3 separate regions of the Sus scrofa genome follow, and all the other regions are linked to region 3. Evidence: chromatin contacts called from public HiChIP or PLAC-seq data. All regions are on one chromosome and are shown on one strand. The core of a region is the stretch at or near the end of the contact, and the rest is flanking DNA. Distances in the headings are between cores, read along the strand shown.

The links. HiChIP or PLAC-seq counts read pairs in DNA pulled down with a chosen protein or histone mark.
Region 1: an H3K27ac HiChIP or PLAC-seq map of alveolar macrophages shows a contact between it and region 3. The contact joins the enhancer-like site here to the promoter of RAP2B in region 3. A contact is called at or near these places in 1 of 5 promoter capture datasets (liver), 19 of 47 Hi-C or Micro-C datasets (alveolar macrophages, blood, brain and 10 more) and 1 of 2 datasets of contacts at active chromatin or transcription factors (alveolar macrophages).
Region 2: a contact with region 3 is called in an H3K27ac HiChIP or PLAC-seq map of alveolar macrophages. The contact joins the enhancer-like site here to the promoter of RAP2B in region 3. A contact is called at or near these places in 1 of 5 promoter capture datasets (fetal skeletal muscle), 12 of 47 Hi-C or Micro-C datasets (adipocytes, brain, embryonic fibroblasts and 7 more) and 2 of 2 datasets of contacts at active chromatin or transcription factors (alveolar macrophages and skeletal muscle).

The regions. Positions count from the first base shown.
Region 1 is chr13:93,400,610-93,403,309 of Sscrofa11.1, reverse strand. No RefSeq gene overlaps it. Among named protein-coding and RNA genes, the nearest start is that of RAP2B, 94 kb to the right of the region's middle. Within about 2 kb of position 1,284, at least 18 of the 83 cell types and tissues checked have an H3K27ac peak or open chromatin away from gene starts, as enhancers often do. A contact at or near this core is called in alveolar macrophages and retroperitoneal adipose tissue, where this site is marked.
Region 2 is chr13:93,204,655-93,207,355 of Sscrofa11.1, reverse strand. No RefSeq gene overlaps it. Among named protein-coding and RNA genes, the nearest start is that of RAP2B, 100 kb to the left of the region's middle. Within about 2 kb of position 1,390, at least 2 of the 83 cell types and tissues checked have an H3K27ac peak or open chromatin away from gene starts, as enhancers often do.
Region 3 is chr13:93,306,665-93,309,364 of Sscrofa11.1, reverse strand. RAP2B (RAP2B, member of RAS oncogene family) reads right to left here and starts at 1,253. Exons shown (of 1, transcript NM_001123185.1): 1 at 702-1,253. The coding sequence starts at 1,253. The coding sequence ends at 702.

The sequences.
Region 1 (2,700 bases), core at 35-2,534, 94 kb before region 3:
AATTCAAAGATGCAGGTTCCACAAACTCGGTGTTTTTACTCATTAACAAATAGCTTAGTTATGTGTCATTTGTTTATTTGCACATTAATTTTATAAATGATTTATTAATTTAAAACACCAGAACACCGAATTACATTAAGGGTGAAATAGGCTGATGATTTAAATTTGGAGCAATAAACTATTACTTTGAACACATTCATTTTATTGTCAATAACGACAGTAGATCTTTAAAACCTTTTAAAATATAGTGGAAATAATGCTTTCTTTTTAATTGTTAGAGAAAGTGCTTCTCTTGGCTTATTAAGCACCTGATATTTACAGCATAATTAAGCCTTTCCTTTACATTTAGAATGGATAAACAACAAGGTCCTACTGTATATTACAGGGAAATATATCCAATCTTCTGGGATACGTATGTATAACTGAGTCACTTTGCTGTATAGCAGAAATTGGCACAACATTGTAAATCATCTACAATTTAGTAAAAAAAAAATTTAAAAATTAAAAAAACAATTAAGCCTTTCAATTTTCAAATGAAGAGAATAATCTCATTTTGCTACTTTCTATTAATCGTATTTCTCCTCAGAGTAGGAAACATGCCATATTATGTCTATATCTGAATAAATCTTTTACAACTAAATACCTCAAACTCGCTTAACTCCTTTGCAAAGAAAAGAAAAAATGCTTTGATCTCTATAGTTCAAAACTTATTTCCTCTCCCTCTTTGCTGATCTCCAAGCAAGTTAGCACATTACAGCCATCTGCTCCTGACTTCTCCCACCACCAGTCCTATCCAAACACAACGAAGTCACTGCACTTCCTGGTGCTAGTCACCCTTCTGTGGAGTCATCATCACATGATATTTTCCTGTCGTCCCTGAAGTGACTCAGTTTTCAGGATGCAACTCCTAAATGGTTGATTTCACTAGCACTTCATCTTCCTATAATCTCATGACACTCCCTCTCTTTTACCTTATTAACATCTTTGCCGCTCTCTCACCTTGCAACCTATTACATTTAGGTTCCCCAATTTGGAAGTCTTTATCCACACGCTCATTCTATCTTCTGTCTCTTGTATCATCCACTCTGCCGTCCCCTGCTGCCTACAGTATGACTTTGCAGACGTTATCTTAGCATTCTGCAAATGAAACCTTACTTCCCTTCAATTTCCTAGTAAATCAAATCCTATGTCTTACTTAAGAGCCTCTATCTTTCTGTTCACCCATCTGTCCTCTTACTCTGCTTCTCAAATAGAAAGTCTGCTAATTCATAGCTTTCAAATATGGAGGCAGGAAGTCAGGAACCCAAGAGATTACAATCTGAGAGTGACACAGGCAAGGCTGAGAACTGATCGAGGGCTTTTGTACTATCTTATCTGTGAAACTTCCTCTCCCCTCAGGTTCTCCACATAGTCTCAGATTTTACTATAAACTGAAGCAAAACATGAAATATCAGTAGTTGATATGATGAAATTACATTGACTGCCATAAATGTGTATTAAATAATCTGCTCTGCTAATGGAGAAATACTAGAATTGGTAGCACTAACTCTCTGCCATTTAATTTTAAACTTCTTATTGTCACTTACTTTTTGGAAATACAATATTGACAATGAAAGTACTGACTTTTTAGTTTTCCATCTTTGTCACTTTGAATTCTATTACAGGTAAGCACTTTAATACTATATTAAATATACAGGTGCTATTATAATAGAGGTAATGTCCCTCAGTCAGTACCATGCCAGGAAAAACTGTTGTTGACTTTACACCGTCTCAATCCCCCAACACAGTATTCTGAACATGAACTTATGATGAAGGATGGTGGGGTATGCACCTGCCAATTCATGTGATTATTGTTCTCTAGTCCATCTATCCATGCTTTTCTGTGATTATCATTAAATCATGATCTTGCATATAACCTTTCCAATCTGAAGCAATACATAGACTTGTATGTGCACACACTTACACTTCTTTGGGTAATTCTTACTCTTACATTCAAGGCCTTCCACAATCAGTTTCTTGTTGATTTCTTTGACCCAACCTCTGTTATATCTCTACACAAATCAGCAATCACAGCAGCAGGCACAAGGAGTGTGGCTTTAAACATTTGCCAAATCCTGGATTTTGGAATTCTAGGACTTCCTCATAAATATCAAAGCCAGAGCAGAAGAGAATATGGATAAAATGCTCCTAAGTTTTTTTTTACCCAACAGTGATACTAGCCAAAGTCAGCAGCAAAAGCAACAGGTCAGAAGTGCCAAGAAATCCTCTCTTCTTTGCCCCAGTCTTATTTATATAATTTGTATTTAACGCAGTTGCCAGTAGGCAGAGATCCTCTTGGCTGAGCAAAATAGAGAATGTCCAAAGAGTTTTGACGTTTTAACTAGAGCTGGTCAAAAGTCCACTACCTCTAAGCTACACTTACGGTGAAAAGAATGCAAATCATTCTTTTCTGCATGTTTATTATTTTGTCTCTCCCTTCTCACAAAGTCTAGCTGACTGCTAGGCAGTTTTTCTAAATTTATTAGCCTAACTTCTCTTTATTTCTACCAGCTAAATTGGACATCTTTCACCTCATCTTATGCAATAGATTCATATTATGATAGAAGTGTTCCATTCAACACATGTATTAGCTTGGTTTCTTTGTAAAAACAGAACCAATAGATTTAATGTAATAGAAACAACATGATATATTTAGATAGA
Region 2 (2,701 bases), core at 141-2,640, 100 kb after region 3:
TAACTTTTCTGAATAAAAACAGGCCTTTGATTGATCCTGAATTTTCTAATTTGTAATCATGAGCATTTCCTCCCCTCTAACTGATTAGGGAGAAAGATGTAAAGAAACAGAATCCAGTGCATATTCTCTATAGAAAAGCTTCACATCTCCCTTTTTAAACAGTGCGTCTTAATTGAACATTGCAGTCACCTTCCTCATCACCTAATACCTTCTCCAGTAAATAGAGGTGAGGAAACAAAATGAACAAGTTCAAAACCTGAGTGTACACTGATTCCTCAGTCTCTGGGATATGCTATGGATAACACAAATAAATAAAAGCACATTGAGTTTGTAAAATAAATGAGTATGGCAATTCTACCTCCACCCCAAGCGTGCAGGTCTATGCAATTTAGAAGGAGCAAGAAGAACAACATCTGGGTCCAAGGAAGATTTTGCCTGTGAAAAACACTGCTAATTATGGTCCATAAAGAAGAGGAAAATGGTGAACTTTCCACTCAGGGTATAATCCTTAGGGAAAAAAACAACCAATTCAGAAAATGGATCAGGGATTCAAATTCTGTAAAGTGAAATCCCATGAACAGCTCTGTTCCTGTAGTTAAGTGGCTGTGACATTGTGTGGAGATGACAGAAGGGGGTGTGTGTGTGTATGTGTGAATGCACATGCATGCACACAAATAAATAAATGCACATATATTTCAAAATTATACCTACAAAAATAAATCACTGGTCAGTTACTCCTTGACTGATTATTTGGGCAGAGGAGTATACCCAAGTTTTAGTACAGAATACAGAGGAGAAAAAAAGGGTTTTATCATTCTTTGGATGGAATTTGATTCACAGCCAAATTAATTTATCTTTCCAGTGTCCTCCCCACCCCCCACCCCTTCCCTAGACAGGGCTTGGGAAATAATACATCTTTTTTTCATGAGACCAAACACAAATATTTTGGTTCCCTAGATTTTATCATGGTATAAACACCTAAAGGAGATATAAATGTTGTGAAAACTCTGTAATAGCTGGAAGGCAGAAGCAGTGGGGAATTTTTTAGGATACGCTTTGAGAGCAAGTTGTGGCAGAATATTAAGCAGGGAATACAGGAATGATGTCCAGTAACTCTATAATTCTCAAGAGAAGAGAGTCACTCAAGTATTTCTAAAGAAACAGAGCAGTGTGTGTATCAGAAGATGAAAAGGGCAAAATAAATAACTGCTGTTGTATAAGATAAAGGAGTAGAAATGACTTACTGTGAAGGAAAGGGCTTCACAAAATTGTAGTGGACCTAAAAAGACTATTTTTAAAATTTACTGTGAATGCCAAGTGATAATGAAAAACGTATGTGCATCTTTGCCCAAATAACAGAAAAATAAAGTAGAAACTGGACAGCAGAAACCTTGTCCCTTTTCCACAGTGAAGAGTTCCTGTTTTAGCTGCACTTTTTCTCCAGTCAGAGGGAACTAGATTATTTGGGCGCCATCTAATGATGAAACAGAGGAAGGCAACTAAAAGAGTTAGAATTTTGTTTTATTTTGGTATTTCCTACATAGGAAAAATTAGTGTAATGAAATAGTTAAATTTCAGGGGCAAGGCATTAATTTGAAACTTATTAATGAAATTGGTACTCACTGGTATAAGCAAAAATCTGTAGGTAATTTGGAGAAGCCAAGAACTTTGCCTCTCAGTTTTTGCTCAATCTCCACCATCCAGAATGAGATCTAGAATACTATATAAACCTTATATGTAAATATGTTTGAATCAAAATGAATAAATAGTGTCAAAAATTACAGGATTTCAGAGACTATGTATCTTATTCTCCATATATTTTGCATTTACCTACACTTTTTGAACAGATGGTGCAACTATTGTGTTTTTTGTTTTTTGTTTTTTTTGTCTTTTTAGGGTCGTATCCACAGCATATGGAGGTTCCCTGGCTAGGGGTTGAATCAGAGCTGTAGCTGCTGGCCTACACCACAGCCATAGCAATGCCAAATCCTTAATCCACTAATCAAGACCAGGGATCGAACCCACGCCCTCAAGGATGCTAGTAGGCTTTGTTGACCACTGAGCCACGACAGGAACTCCATAAGTGATTTTAAATAACAAAATTATAATTCTTTACACTAAAGCATTGTAATTGTTGTAGATTCCTCAAAGTCATGTTAGGAGATTTTTGCAGAGTTTGAAATGGAATATCAGAAAGTCTAGGCTATTCAAACTCTAAAAATTGTATTATTTAGCTTTATCTGCTAATTTATTTATTTTTATTTTGCACATTTGCAGGGAAGGGAGGAAATGAATATATGTTTCTGATGAGCTAGGTGTCATATATTAATTTATGTAGCACTCACAAAGAAGGCAGTTGGATGGGTTAAAAAATCTGAAGCTCAGAGGTTTATATAGTTACATAGCTCACTCAACATTTTTTGGCTTTCAAGTCCATAATAACATGTTAGACATGAGTGGTTTATGTTTGTTTGTTTTTTAGGGTTTTTTATTTTTGATGGTTTTTCTATATCCTGATATCCTCCATCCCTCTTTCATAATTGCCTAAGCTTGTCATTTCAATACCATTGCCTGGGACCAAGGAATTGGTTTTAGGGTTGGACATGGTAACCCATTTATGAGACGGAGAAAAAGTCTTCTAGAAAAGTTTCTTATCCCGATAAAAAGAATCATGAAAGAGAAATGTTCCCTTTGCTGCCTC
Region 3 (2,700 bases), core at 4-2,503:
TCAGTGTTAACAGTCCCAGTTCAGATGTGCAATACTTCAGATTGGATACACTGTAACAAGAATCCAACTTTGCATAGACATCCTCAGAATCATAATCAGTCACGGGGTTGCCCTTCCAAGCTGGCAGAAAAGGAACCCGATCTTAATTTCCAGCTACTCCTGGAAAACGAGGAAAAAAAACAAAAGTTTTTTCCTCTCCTCCTGCTCCTTCATTTGGTTCTCCCGGACTTCCTTCCGAGTATTTAAAACTTGGAACGAGAAAAACGGTTTTGGACAGAAAAACAAAAACAAAAAACTCCCCCTTTCCAACCTTCTCCCCGTCCTCTTCCTCCCCCACCCCATTTTTTTTTTTTTTTTTTTCTCCAGGCTGAAACTTTCGCTTGCCGGTGTCAAGCTGCCAATACAGCGCCCCAACGGCTGCGTCAATGGGGAAATAACGCGTCAACCAAAATCAATGAGAAACGTACATGCCGCAAAGAGCCACATTTCCATCGGGTCTCGGATGGTCAGAACGGCACACCCCCTCGGACACGGGGCAGAGGCAGGGGACATGGCCACGGGGGCCAGCCGGGCTCCCGGGACACCCCGGCCGATGCAAAGTCGTCTCCAATCTCAAAGCAAGAAGAGAAATCACATTTAGAGTCGGGTGCGTTTGGCTTTTGTGCGCAGAGCTCGGCCGGCGCGCGGCAGCCGCGGGCGCCTCAGAGGATCACGCAGGCCGAGCAGCAGCCCTCGTCTCCGTTGGGCTGCGCCGCGTAGTTCATCTGCCGCACGATCTCGGCAAACAGCTCGTCCACCGAGGCTTTGTTTTTGGCCGATGTCTCCATGAAGGGGCAGCTCCACTCCTCGGCCAGGGCCTTGCCCTCGCCGTAAGAGACCTCGCGCTCGCCCTCCAAGTCCACCTTGTTGCCCACCAGGATCATGGGCACTCTCTCGTACCGCTTTACGCGGATGATCTGGTCCCGCATAGGCTTGATGTCCTGGAAGCTCTGCTGGTTAACGAGGCTGTAGACGAGGATGAAACCCTGGCCGTTCTTGATGTACAGGTCCCGCATGGACGCGAACTGCTCCGTGCCGGCCGTGTCCAGGATCTCCAGCACGGACGGCGACGAGTCCACCTCGATCTCCTTGCGGTAGAAGTCCTCGATGGTGGGGTCGTACTTCTCGATGAAGGAGCCGGTCACGAACTGCACGGTGAGCGCGGACTTGCCCACGCCGCCCGAGCCTAGCACCACCACTTTGTACTCTCTCATGGCTCCGTCGGCGCTCGCCCGTCGGGGCTGCGCGCCGTAGTAAGGCTGGGCTTGGCGGCTGGACTTCTACCCTTCCTCAGCTCCGCAGGAAAAACTCAGGAGCGAAATGGCCGAGGAGCGCAGAGCGCGGAAATCACCGAGCGGGGGCCGGGCGCCGGGCCGGCCGGCAGCGGCAGCGCGTCCCTGGGGCGCAGGTCCGGGGCCCCGCAGCAGCCCGCGGCGGCAGCGGCAGCGGCAGCCTGGGCGGCGGAACCGGAGGACAATGCCGGCAGCCTGTGCAAAGCGAAGGCTGCAGCTTCTCGTCGCGGCAGCCCAGAAGGGCGAGGAGGCGGCGGAGGTAGCGGGCTGCGGAGGCGGCAGCTAATTGCGCGTCGGGCCGGGACGCGCGTGGCATGAGTCCCCGCAGAGCGTGCGCCCACCGCCGCGGCCCATGGAGCTCTCTTCCTCAGCCTCCGCGGGGCGAGGGCTTCCTACTCGCCGCGCGCAGCCCGGCCCTCCCCGCCCGGACGAGCATGCCCAGTGCGCCGCCGCCGGCCGCTCCCGCCGGATCCGCTGCTCCTGGTTTTCCAGGGAGCCGGGCGGAGGCGGGGTTGTGGGTGGGGCTCGCGATTTGAGTCGGGACTAGCGGATTCGCCGGAGGCTCTGGTCTCCCAGCAAGAGGACAAATGTGCCGGGATGTGTAGGTGTTTGTGGCGGGCTGGGAGAGCTCCAGTGGGAGGTTGGAGGCAGCCTTCTTTCGCCGCTCTGGGTTCATACATAGGGGCTCAGGCTCTTCGAGAAGCGAGTGGGTGCGGCAGCCACCCCCTCACTCCTCCCTGGGAATAGGGAGGATTGGGCTCTTGCCTCGCATCATTCAGAGCCCGTAGATCCCACTTCCCAGACCCCCGGAGGGTGTGTCTCCCGGGATTGAGACCCAAAGGACGTTTGGGTGTTTGGCGGGAAGACCATCTTCCCCTACCCAAGGCGCAGCTCTTTCTACCCGACCTTCTCTGGCCTACTCTCCCGCACTTTCATCTCTGGGACAAAGAAAACGGGAATGCTGGGTCTGAAACCCTGTTGCGACTAGGGAAAGGGCTGCCTCTACTAACCAGAGCTGTCTTCGGGCTAGGGTTCCGCGGGCCACCCCGCCCCCCCACTCGCCCCCTCCCCCGCCCCAGTCAGCTGGGGCCAAAATCTGGAGAGCGGATTACAGTCCTATCCAAAGCGGCGGTGGCGCCCGCAGCTAGTCAGGGCATGCTCAGTGCACAGAGCAGGTTTGGGGGCTTGGAAGTAGGAAGCTTGTGCACCACACACCCACACTCTAGCTCAAATTACCTCTCCCAGACTCTGGACCCATTGGTCCCGGGGCGCAAATCTCACACCCTCAAATGCTCTCCCATTGGCTACTGCCAAGATCTTATCAGTTTGGGCTGCTTCATTGGCTAAAAAGTAGACTCCGCTCGTGATT